3 separate regions of the Sus scrofa genome follow, and regions 1 and 2 are each linked to region 3. The links are chromatin contacts, called in public Hi-C maps. All regions are on one chromosome and are shown on one strand. The core of a region is the stretch at or near the end of the contact, and the rest is flanking DNA. Distances in the headings are between cores, read along the strand shown. Region 1 overlaps NUAK1 (NUAK family SNF1-like kinase 1). Region 2 has its middle 130 kb from the start of NUAK1. Region 3 overlaps LOC106507478 (a long non-coding RNA gene).

What was found. A called contact is a pair of places that touch in the nucleus more often than the background predicts.
Region 1: a contact with region 3 is called in a Hi-C map of embryonic fibroblasts, with 1.6 times the contacts expected there. A contact is called at or near these places in 2 of 47 Hi-C or Micro-C datasets (embryonic fibroblasts and liver).
Region 2: a contact with region 3 is called in a Hi-C map of embryonic fibroblasts, with 2.0 times the contacts expected there. A contact is called at or near these places in 5 of 47 Hi-C or Micro-C datasets (alveolar macrophages, embryonic fibroblasts, liver and 1 more).

What each region holds. Positions count from the first base shown.
Region 1 is chr5:14,131,133-14,135,396 of Sscrofa11.1, reverse strand. NUAK1 (NUAK family SNF1-like kinase 1) reads right to left here. Exons shown (of 9, transcript XM_021091583.1): 4 at 693-813. The coding sequence starts at 765. Among named protein-coding and RNA genes, the nearest start is that of NUAK1, 44 kb to the right of the region's middle.
Region 2 is chr5:14,217,810-14,221,859 of Sscrofa11.1, reverse strand. No RefSeq gene overlaps it. Among named protein-coding and RNA genes, the nearest start is that of NUAK1, 130 kb to the right of the region's middle.
Region 3 is chr5:14,358,263-14,361,961 of Sscrofa11.1, reverse strand. The region is part of intron 2 of LOC106507478 (a long non-coding RNA gene); the gene reads left to right. Among named protein-coding and RNA genes, the nearest start is that of NUAK1, 270 kb to the right of the region's middle.

The sequences.
Region 1 (4,264 bases), core at 1,372-3,871, 230 kb after region 3:
ATGTCTGCAGTAAACACATGTTGCTCGTGTAAATGTTTAAGAGACTTTTTTTTTATAAAATGATAGGCTGTGGGAAGTTCAAACTCTCCATTCCTTCCCTCGAGGGACCAAAGCCTTGAAGCATGAGCACTTTTATAAGATTTTCCCCCTTCCTGCCTTTCTACAAACATCAACAACTTGAACGTGTGCAAAGCATCTGTCACCCCAACAGATCCCTCTTCTTTCTTGGGATTTCTTAGACCTGCAGGAAGTTAATTCCTAACTCAAAGGAGACTAACTTTGAATAATGCATGACACCACCCCTGAAGCATCGGCGCTGGCAATGACATTTACAATGGACCCACCGTTTCTTGGCCACCCAGCCAACTGCCATTTTCCAGACACCATGGCTATTTCACCTACCCACTTTCAGTAACTCATGCAGGTTGCTTAGCAACTGCCAAGGAACTGGGAAGACGGAAGAAGGCACCCACCAGAGCTCTTTTATGACCAAAGTGAGCTGTGTAACATGTGTCTGGCTGCACTCAAGGTAACCAAGTAAGAGATAACACCCAGCTATTTTTGCATCATGAGGAAGAATACTTGGCTCTTGCCCAGAAGGGCAATTACAAAAAAATCTTGGCAGGCCCCATGGTATGAGAAATGGTAACTGATACGGGGGTGAAAGAAGAAAAAAAAAAAAAATCACTGACCTTCATAAATACTGATGATATGAGGATGGCTGAGGGATGACATGATCTCAATCTCTCGTCTGATGTGAACCATGTCTTGTTCATCCTTAATTTTGTCCTTACGGATGGATTTTATAGCAACCTATAAAGTCAGGAAATGAAATGTTATTCGGAGAACTAAACAGATGCAAATCAGCCATTCGAAGAGTTTGGAAAATAAATACAGATGTTACTTGTTGGCAGGACCAGAAATAACCAAAACAAAGCTTCGAAATACCCCCGTCATGTCTTTCATTTATAGCAAAAACACCCTTCTCCAGACAACAGAACACATCAGGTTTTAACAGCCTGGGGTTTGGGATGGTGTGGGTTTGTTTTGCTTTTTTGGTTTTTTTTTTTTTTTTTTTTTTTTAAATAAGGCACAGGGCTGCTTCACAGGACCGGATTCATTTACTCTAGGGATCTTGATCCTTTGAAAAAATAAAAAAAAAAAAAAAAAGAGAGAGCTTGGTTTACAGGGTGTCAATGCCTACACTTGGCTAGGCGAAATTAGCATCACTCAGCCCCACCCGGCTGCCTCAGCAATGACTACAAAAGGCTTGAGCTCGGGTGGGGGGCCCCATCGCCAAGCCAGTTCTGCTCAAACCTTGGGTTTTAAGATTTCAGCCCCGGCCGTGCTGATGCAATTGCTCAGAAGCCAAATCCTTCCTACATCCTTCCTCTCATGAAGGCACCTCTGACAGCACGTGATGTGACCAAGAGGCTGCTAGAGAAAAATCAGAGTGAAACAAGGAAGCAACAGCTCGACTCCCTGCCCAACCCCGGCTGGTTCTGAAAGCTCCTTGCCAACATCATCTGCAAATCCAAACTGCAGAGGACTGCCAGGGCCACTGCACAGATCAATTACTCAAAAGAAACACATCAATCAGAAGGCATCAAATGACAATGGGAATCTAATAAGGAATAATAATAATGTTTGCCAATGGCTTCATCTCTGCTCATAGACAAGCTGGTTGGTAATTTAATCCACTTTGGCTCTAAAGGGGGGCAAAAACTACTCTGGTGGGGGGAGTTATCTGTGGGTTACAACGAAGCCTGCCAACCAATCTGCTGCCAGCTTTGCTTCAGCCCCCTCCAACCTGGTTCTGCTGTGACCTCGACTTTCACCTTAGCCCCTTTCCTGGATGAAAGGAAGTAAAACCATCCCTCTGGATTGCAAAGGCACGAAGTGCTCTGGAGAAAAAAGGCTTTGTGAGCAGCAGCCCAGGGCCACACTTTGACCATCACAGGGTCAAGCACAGCAGCCTCACCAGCCTCAGCAGGAACGCACTCACATCTGTGAACATTCGCAACGTTGGACCTGCGTTAGATCCCCACGCAGCTCTATACATGGAAATGCTTCTAAACTACAATCAGACCATCTATGACTCAACAAGAACTGGGAAGAGCTTAGTATTCTTTTTGCTGTTGGCTGGTTAAATCAACTGGCAGGTTCCTGGACGTCTCATGAGCAGAACCTTCCCCAGCTGTCATTAAATCAGTACTGGTTTCGTCACTTGATGCCACCCTCCTGGGGATCTTATTCACCTCTTTATCTCCAAGGCTAACACCATGCCCGGCAGGTGGCATGCCTGAGAAAGCACAGAGTGTGGGCAGGCATGTAGACAGAGAAGGAAAGGGAGAAGGTGGGAAGGAGGGCAGAGAGGGGAGGGGAGGGCTTGATGTCATCGGGAAGGTGAAAGGCCAGACCAGGGAAGAGATGGTGGAACTGGAGCAAAAAAAGAGAGACCCCGCCCATCAAACAACACGGCCAAGACGGGCACGTTAGGAAGATGACTTAGGATCCTCTGGCATCCTCCCTACGTGGGCCATCGAGGAATGGAGAAAGCAGAGGAAACGCTGGACACCCTGCTGTAAACCCGGGGCAGGCAGCTCCCTCCCCCAAGGACTGTGGGTGGACCACGTGGCTGGATAAAAGGCTGCACAGAGATGAATGAGCATCCAGCCTCAAGGCCCCTTTTTACCGCGGTGCCCAGCTCCCCAGCTCCCCCAGGCCCCATCCTGTGCAGCAAGAAAGGCCCACCTCTGCTTGCGTCAAATGTAAAGATCTGACTGGAAGGCTTTATTTTATCTGAGCCAGGCCTGCAATCCTGGGAGCTTGCTCTGGGAGGAAGCAGACAGTGAACACACACAGGCCACAGAGGATGTGGGTGGCTCTTGGACCAGCTCCTACATTCCTCCATGAACTCAGGAGGGGCTGAGGGGAGCAACCACCCCTTTGACTATGCAGCCGTCTGAACTTGGCCTTGAGGAGACCCTATTGTCAAAAGACAGCAGAAATAAATTCTTTTACCTTCCAGGGTCAAGGGAGGGTAGCAAACATTCTGGGGGGCAAGAAAAGAGCCCACTTGCCAATCCCCTCAGCCGTGAGCGAGAGGCCAACGGTCCCACGGTGTGTCTGCCGGGGGCCGGGGGGCGGGGGCGATGCTTCCAGCCCAGGACGAAAAGGAAAAGTGCCCACATTCTAATAAAACCCTACTCAGCACCGAGGAAACAAAAAGGACTCCATAAATGTTAATGGCCACAGTCCCTCCACAAAAGCGTCCTTCTTCCGACAAGGCATCTTCCATGGCAAACACAAGAGGGCTCATTCTGCCCCCCATCTCAAAGCGGGGGGATGGGAGACAAATGCTAGAAACCACTCAGAACTGTGCAACTGTCAAGGCCAGGGGGAAGATATTCAATTCAACTTCCAGGAGCGGTGAGATGACTCGACAAGGTCACGGATCCAGTTAATGGCCAATCACAAAAACAGTAAGGACAGGAATAACAGGCATTCACAGGGCATTTAATAGATGGTACAGACCCGGTGCCAAGTGCTCTATACACCACGGATCTTTACATCCTTGTCACTCAAGCATCAGCACCGTGGTCACCTAGGGAGGCCCTCCCTGACTCCTCGAGCTGATAAGGACACTCCTGGCCTTATCCTCTTTCTCTCTCTCCACCTTTCCTGAACCATCTGAAATGATCCTGCTTCTTTGCGGGCTGCATATTCAGCCTGAAGCCAAATCCAGGTCCCAGTAGGTTTCCATAGGACCCAGAGCTAAGAATGGCTGTCACATGTTTGAAGAGCCGGTTTAGAAAGGAGAATGAGATCTATAAATGCAGCTCGTGTAACGGAACACAGTCCCCCTTCGTGACATTGAAGGAGAAAGTGAGCCAGCACACAGGGAAGCAGTAGAGCCTAATGGTTAAGTTCAAGGCTTCAAATCCTGGCGAAAACCACGGCCCTTGAGCAGGTTGCATCACCTCTCTGTGCTCCAGTTTCTTCATCTGTCAAGTAGGGGAAAAACAGTACCTACCTCACAGGTTCCCTATGAGGATTAAACGGCTTCGCACATGCCTGGCCCAGGCTGAGTGCTCGATACATGCCAGCCATGTTTAACCCGTGGAAAATATCCCGTTAACAGGGCCGCCTGCCTTCCCTCCCTCCACGCGGGGAACAGACTTGAACCCCTGCTGCTGCCTCGTGGGACGGCAACTCAAGACCTAGGGAACGGAGACCACATCTGTTCCCAAACTGCACAAAA
Region 2 (4,050 bases), core at 925-3,424, 140 kb after region 3:
ACAGATGCAGCTCAGATCTGGCGCTGCTGTGGCTGTGGTGTAGGCTGGCAGCTGCAGCTCCGATTAGACCCCTAGCCTGGGAAATTCCATATGCCACAAGTGTGGCCCTATAAAGCAAAAAAAAAAAAAAAAAAAAAAGGAGAAAGAAGTCCCATTAGACATCTATCCTTTATTATCTGTCTTAAGAGCTCCTGAGGGAGAGTAGCTGCAGACTGGATTAATCCAGCATCTCAACCATGTCTTCAAGGGCCTTGGGGGAAGGAAGGCTTGGGGGTTCACCGTACCATCCTCACTGTGCCAACCCATCTGCTTAGGCTGGCTCTCCTCTTGCTCCCAAGATGGCTGCTCCACCCCAGGTATCCCCTGCTGACCCTGAGGTCCAGGGACAGAAAGGGGAACGAGTGCCCCTTATCATTTCACTCCACAAGGAGGGCCATTCCCGAAGCCCCTGTCGACATCCCCTCCTGTCTCACGTGGCCACACTCAAAACTGCAGTGGCGAGAGGAAGGAGGGTCCCTTGATTGGTTTCCACCAATCAGGATTCCAGGCTGGGTGATTGCCCAGCCTCTCCAGAATAGCACAGACACCCATTACCTAAAACTCAGTTGTTGTCCTGGCAGCAAGCATGAGGGCGGAAGGAGAGCTTCTGGGTAGGAGACCCACGGTGTCTGCCACATCCTGATCCAGGGTCCCTAGCCACCTCCTCTCACAGCTCAGGAAACTTGATTTCACACAGTAGCTCTAGGGCCGTGCTTCTCCAACCTCAAGACCCATCATGGTCACCTGGGGACAAAAGCTTTTGCACTTGGGACCCTTGCAGACTTTGTCCTATGTACCACTCCCTCTGGCTGCTCATTTGTATCCTTGATCCTTTAAATGGTAATTGTTAAGCGTAGCGGTGTCCTGAGTTCCCTTAGGTCCTTCTAGCAAATTATCAGACCTGGGGCGTAGGGATCAGGAGAACCCCTGCATTCGTAGCCAAGTCAGAGAAGATGCGAGTCGCCTGGAGACCCCCACTTGCTTCTGGCATCTGAAGTAAGAGCAGTTTTGTTGGGGACCTCACCCTTTAACTTGTGGGATTGGATGCTAATCTCAGTAGTGTCAGAACTGAATTGTAGGACACCCACTGGCTGTCAGAGAATTGGAATTGGAAGACACTCAGTGAATCATTATACAGACTTTTTTTTTTTTTTTTTTTTTTTTTTAGGGATGTACCTGCAGCATATGGAGGTTCCTAGGCTAGGGGCTGAATCAGAGCTGTAGCCACCAGAACTTATGCCATGGCCACAGCAACGCCAGATCTGAGCTGCATCTGTGACCTGCACCACAGCTCATGGCAACGATGGATCCTTAACCCTCTGAGCGAGGCCAGGGATCAAACCTGCGTCCTCATGGATACTAGCCAGATTCATTTCTGCTGAGCCTCGATGGGGGCTCCAAGACATTTTGTATATGATTTAATCATCCCCATTTTAGAGATGAGGAACTGACACACTGATCTCACATTCCCACAATCCCACAGTAGGAAGCCATGGAGCCCAAATTCACACTCACATTCGTTTAACTCCAGAGCTCTGTCTAAGTCTGGATGACAGTTTCGCACAAGGCCAAGGGCGCTAGCATTTTGTTTATGCGGATGGTCCACCTGCAGTTGTGCAATGCACAACCATACTCCCCCGTGTTGGCCAGACCTGCCCGATCCGCAGAATCACCTGGGGTGTTTATAAAAGAGGCCTTCCCAGGCCCTCCCCTACCCCATCACTCTGATACAGTAGCTGTGGGGTGGGGCCTGGGAATTTTTATTTTTAACAGGCTCCCCGGGAGATTCTGACCATCAGGCAATTTGGCAACCACTGCCCTGTGTTGCATTTACCAACGTCTTTGCTCAGGTGTGTCCATCTGCCCTGGTGCCCAGCCCTTCCGTGGCTCAGGTTTGTCTGGAGACCTGACACATTCTATATCCAGTGCTTAGAAACCCTCCATACGTAGACGGTTTCTAAGCACTGGATATAGGCTTTTCCAGTCTCCACACTGTCGCTCGGTCTTACAGTGGGAAGAATTTTAATGAATCAGGCAATGTGAGTCCAACTCAGCAAGGCCCAAGCCAAACCCATCCACAGCCCCCTCCTGCTTCCTGCCTTTCCTCCTACGTTCTCCAACTCAAATGACCCACCATCCACCCAAACGGCAGAGCCAGGAATCTTTGGCACGGGCTTGCTCCCCTTTCTCCTTCATTCCTCGTTTCCCAATCACCATTTCCTCGTGATTTCTACCTCCTACAGAGTACAAACCAGCCCTCCTTTCTTACTGCCTCCATGACATCCCACTCTACTTTTCACCCAGCCCAGCCTGCGAACTGGGCTTTCTGCCTTCATCCTTTGGGCAATGGGTGTATAGAGGCAGATTATATAGTCCAAAGATGGTTATACTATCTCCCATCTCATATGTTCTACTAGAATATCGCCACTACGCCCTCAAAAGCTAAGGTGTAATATACCTTCTCTTAAATAAAGATGTGGTTTTGTGACTATTTCAATCAATAAGTAGGCAGAAGTGACACTACAGGACTTCTGAGGCTAATTCCAAAAAGGTGATTCAGATAACACGTTGTCCACTCTTGCCTGACACTTTGTCTCCATTTATGCCTCCACGCCAGCAGTCACCTGCCCTGAGACCGACCGCCATGCTGGGAGGAAGCCCAAATTAGCCCATGCAGAGAGACTGCATGAAATTGTCCCATGACTACACAAAGAAAGAGAGGTTCCTAATCAGCCCTCAGCTGCTCCAGCCCTGCATTATTATAACTCCAGCCACCTTCTGACTGCAATTGCATGAGAGATTCCAAATCAGACCTGACCAGCCAGACCCCTCCCCAAATTCCTAACTCAAAGAAATCATGAAAGATATGAGCTAAGTAATTTTTTAAGCCGCGAAGTTTGGGGAGTGACTTTTTTATGCAGCAGTGGCCAACCAGAGCCCCATCCAATGGGCATACACACAGTGGCCAGAACCGTATGAAGGAGAACTACTCAAACTGTGGTCCCTGGTCCAGGACTGGAGAGTGAACTCTTTGTTCCCAGTCAGTGTGGAAATTGAGAGTAAGTGTTTAGAAGCATCCATAGAATGATTTTAGATTTGGTTGGATCTAATAATTAAAACAATTAAACTTGTGTTTTGTCGGCATTTGGGCAGACCTGGGTTCAAAAAGCAGAGGGGAAACCACTTTTGATTGGTTCGTCTCCCCCTGCCCCTTCTGGAAATTGCACGGGCATTAAAAGGATGAAGAGAGGCCCTGGGTGAGAAAGGGGAGGAGAAAGTGAGCCAGGCAGAGGTGGGGGAGTATGAGGGAAGTCCTATCTAACACAAGAATAGTGACATGTTCAGGGGACTGAAAGAAAGTGAGATGTCTTCCGATAAATGCTCGCCTTGGGAGTCCCTTCAGCTGCAAGTAACGGAAAATCCTCTTCCAGTGGCTAAACAAATTGTGGTTTATCTTTCTCATTGCATCAGAATCTTGTCGTGACACCCCCATAGCCTCTCGGCACTCGACACTCCTGTGCACACTGGACAATCTTCTGAAGGCTGGAATGTGCAATTCATCAAGGAGTTTTTCCAGAGCGACAGAAGGTCACTGTGCCCTTGGGTGCGATAAGAAGTGCATGTTCCACACAGGCTCCCAGGATCCCCCAGCAGGTGCCCAGAGGGTCATCCTTAGTCCTTCATTCTTCATTGCCTTTTCCCCCTTCCTTGTCTCCCATCCTGTCTCCTTTGTCTGCATGTCCTGGGATCCCTTGCTAAATAAACTGCTTGCATTCTGTGACGTTAAAGCAGCCTGAGCCATGGTAGGATGAGGATGGCAGGTGGCCATGCTGGAGAGTAGACAGGGACCAGAGAGGCACCAACTTGCCCAAGGGATGTGCAAGACACTGTGACACAGCTGGAATTAGACAGTGCTCCCAGGGTGGTGGGTCTGTCCTTTTCATTAGGGCGCATTGTGCTCCCTAAGAAGTCGGGAGCAAAATCGCCAACTTCAAGTTGCCTCCAGAAAGA
Region 3 (3,699 bases), core at 527-3,026:
GTTCCCAGGCTAGGGGTCTAATCGGAGCTGTAGCCACTGGCCTACACCACAGCTCACAGCAATGCCGGATCCTTAACCCAACTAATCGAACCGGCAACCTCATGTTTCCTAGTTGGATTCGTTTCCACTGTGCCACAACAGGAGCTCCTGGTCAGCTTTCTAATAGTTATTTAGAGAAACTATGCATCTCACTGAGGGAAACTTCCGAAACATGAGTGTGTGTGCATAGTCTTTCCTCTTGCACGCGTTGGTTTCTCCAAACTCCTTCCTACCGTGGAGCCTTTGCACATGCTGCTTCCTCTAACTGGATTATGCTCGCCTCCCCTCTCACTGTCTCCTCAATACCTACTTTACTTCAGATCTAAGCCAAGTGTCGCTTTACCACGGATGCCTTTCTAATCCTCCAGATTTGATTTTGCACCCTTGTAGTCAGCAATGGCAACACCCTCTACCTCTCTTACTAGTACTTATCCCAAGTAAAATTTAAAACACCGTTTTATGTAAATATCTATCTCATTTCTTCCCAGCTGTGCTACAAGCCTCATGGAGGCAAAGCCCTCATCCGTGTTGCTCACTGCTGTGTCCCGAGCACCCAGCGTAGTATCTGGCATATATCCTAGCTACCCAGCGAATGTGGATTATATGATGAACAAATGAACACATATATAAAATAATTGTCCCAACTTAACATATCTTTTAGTGACATAACTGAAAACAACAACAACAAACCCTGGCAAACCCTCTTACATGATTTTTCTCATCTCTGCCTCACAAAAACACTGAAAGAGAATATTCTTATCTTGGAGTTCCCATCATGGCTCAGTGATTAACAAATCTGACTGGCATCCATGAGGACGCAGATTTGATGTCTGGCCTTGGTAAGTGGGTTAAGGATCCAGCAATATACTGAGCTGTGGTGTACGCTGCAGATGTGGCTCGGATCCTGCATTGCTGTGGCTATGGCGTAGACCGGCAGCTATAGCTCCGATTAGACCCCTAGCCTGGGAACCTCCATATGCCGTGGGTGTGGCCCTTAAAAAAAAAAAAAAAGATATTCTTATCCCAAGTAACATCCATCACAGAAAACCGCAGTCAGCCAAAAGGCTGCAGCCATTCCGTAAACAGCGCAGCTCACGGAGCTACTTTATTTTAGGGAGGAACCAGGGTTTGGCATATGCCCCTGAGATGGAAACCGTTTTTAAAAATATTCAAGCCAGAGAAAGGAGGTGCATGGCATTGGCTTGGGGAAGCTGTCTGCCCCTTTCCAACATTCGTGCCAGGGCCCTGACACTGAGGGGGCCCCTTCAAGGGCGGGAGTGTCTCAGGAATAGCAGAAAAGGGAAAATTCTCTATTGATAGATTTCACCTTACCAGGCACCAGGCCGCCTTTCCCTAAATGCCACAAATAGAATGCAAATAGGTTTAAAATAAGTTTCTTAATGACTGTGGTAAGTTTAAGAAGTAAGCAAGGCTCACTGTGTCAGCTTCAAAGGCTACACCTTAGGTGTGACCAGAAGCACATCAAAGCCTGGGACCTGCAGAGGGAGCCTCCTCACCCACCCACCCTCCCAGCCCCCTGTTGGAAAAACAAACAGTTGTTATCCAATCAAGACAAGGTACCCCGAAAATTTGACATTAAAACGAGGCAAAAGAATATTCCAGTCTGTAAGACAGCTCCAGTATCTTCTTTTAAAAGAATGGGTCTGAGAGCTGAATGAGACTGGGGAGTTCATTTCATCACCCTTTCATTCTAACAGGAAGAATCCGAGTCTCAGCGGGGTTAGGCCACTTGCCAGAGGTCCCAGAGCTAGGGAGCTTTAGAGCCTGGAGTCAAATCCAGGCCCCTGAGAAATTGTACTAAGTTATATTTAGAATAAATTTTCGTTAAGGAATTCCACTTATGCTTAAAATGTTGCAAACCCCGAGAGAACACAGGTCCCACCCTAACGGGGACGAAAAATGCTGGCTAATTTATGAAAGCATCACTTTTCCCGAGACTGTCAAGAGAGCGGAAGTTGCAAAGCTACTTAGGAAACTGCATTCCAAGGAGCCGCACACTCCCGAAGCGGCAGGTGGCACAGCCCTCTCACCTCCGCAGGAGGATGGGAGCGAGGGAGCCGCTGTTCCAGGGGCCGGTGGGCGAGGAGATCCGCTCGGACGCTCCCCATTCTCAAAGGCCAGCGTGGCCTTCGGAGGGGCTGGGCGGCCAGGTGCGGTGGGAGGCGGCCCCGCTCACGAGGCCTGTCCCTCCGCGGGCCTCCCCTGCGTGTTCGTGGGAAAGACGAATGACACGCCAGAGGCTAGAGAGCCCCAGTGGTGGCACAGGCAGGCAGGAGGGGACAGGCACAAAGCCTCATGGCTTTCCAGGTCCTTCTCCTCAGAAAGCCAAGCCTGAAGGTGCTGGGGGAGCCGAGGCAAGCTTCTGGTCCACAGGCCCAGACAGCAATCCATTGCTCTGGGTCGGGGGTGGAAATAAGACCTCCTCCCTGGGGAAAGGAAGCCAGGCGCTGTGCGCCCAGGATGGCGAACTGGCGCCAAGCTGAAGTTGGCCACCTCTGGGGAGAGAGGATTTGACTGCTGGGCTGCTGTGCCACAAACGAGGGGCTTCAGCAACAGAAATCTGTGCTCTCACACTTCTGGAGGCCAGAGGTCAGGAATCAAGATGTGCACGGGGTTCGTTCCTTCTGGATGGAGGCTCTGGGGAAGAGCCTGTCTCTCCCGGGCCCCTCTCCCAGCTTCCCTGGGCGCCAGCAGCCAGCCTTGGGGTTCTTTGCACTGTAGCCGCGTGCCTCCGATCCTGCCTCGGCCACACGGCTGTCTTCCCTCCGTGTGTCTGTGTGTCTGTCTCCCTCTCTTTTCCCTCACACAGACGCCGGTCACTGGCTTTAGGGCCCACCCTTGTCCAGGAGACCCTCATCCTAACTCCATCTGCAAAGATCTCACTTCCAATAAAGTCCCATCCTGAGGTTTCAGGTGGACATGAATTTGGGGGAGGGGACACTCAGCCCAGTACAGAGAAGAGGAAACCCTTCCTGCCCAGGGTCACCCGCAGCCTCCCGCCAGAGTCTGGCTACCACTGAAAGAGGGGAAGAGATGCTGGAAAGGCCCCTTTCCCAAGGCCCAGGGCCGCAGGGCTGAGTCAGGCTGAGGCTGGGCCAGGGTGACAGAATAACGCCCCCTCCACCCCGACATAAAGGAAGGAACAACACTTGTAGAGCCAAGGGCATGGAGAGAGAGCCTGCTGTGGACTGAATGCGTCACCGCCCCAAATGCAGTGTCAAAGCCCCAACCCACACACACACACACACACAGCCGTGAGGAAAGGCCATTCGAACGTAGAGAAAAGGGGCTATCGTCAAGCCAAGGGGAGAGGTCTCACCAGATACGGACCCTGTGCTGGCCCCTTGGTCTTGGACTTTAGGTTGCAGAACTATGAGAATAAATGTCTTTTGCTGAAGCCACCCAGACTGTGGTGTTTGTTAGGGCAGCCTGAGCAGACGGATGCAGAGCCCCAAAGCCCCTCTGGATCCAGGCGTGCAGGGCCTGCTGGGGGCTGAGGTGGCCGAGAGGACAATCCCCCCACCCAACCCCTGTGTGGTTCTGCTGGCTCCACAGGAAGCCCCAGGTAACAGAGCCCCCACCCCTCCCCCACCCCCGCAGGGGCATGGAGAATGTAGTGACAACAAACCCCAACCCAGA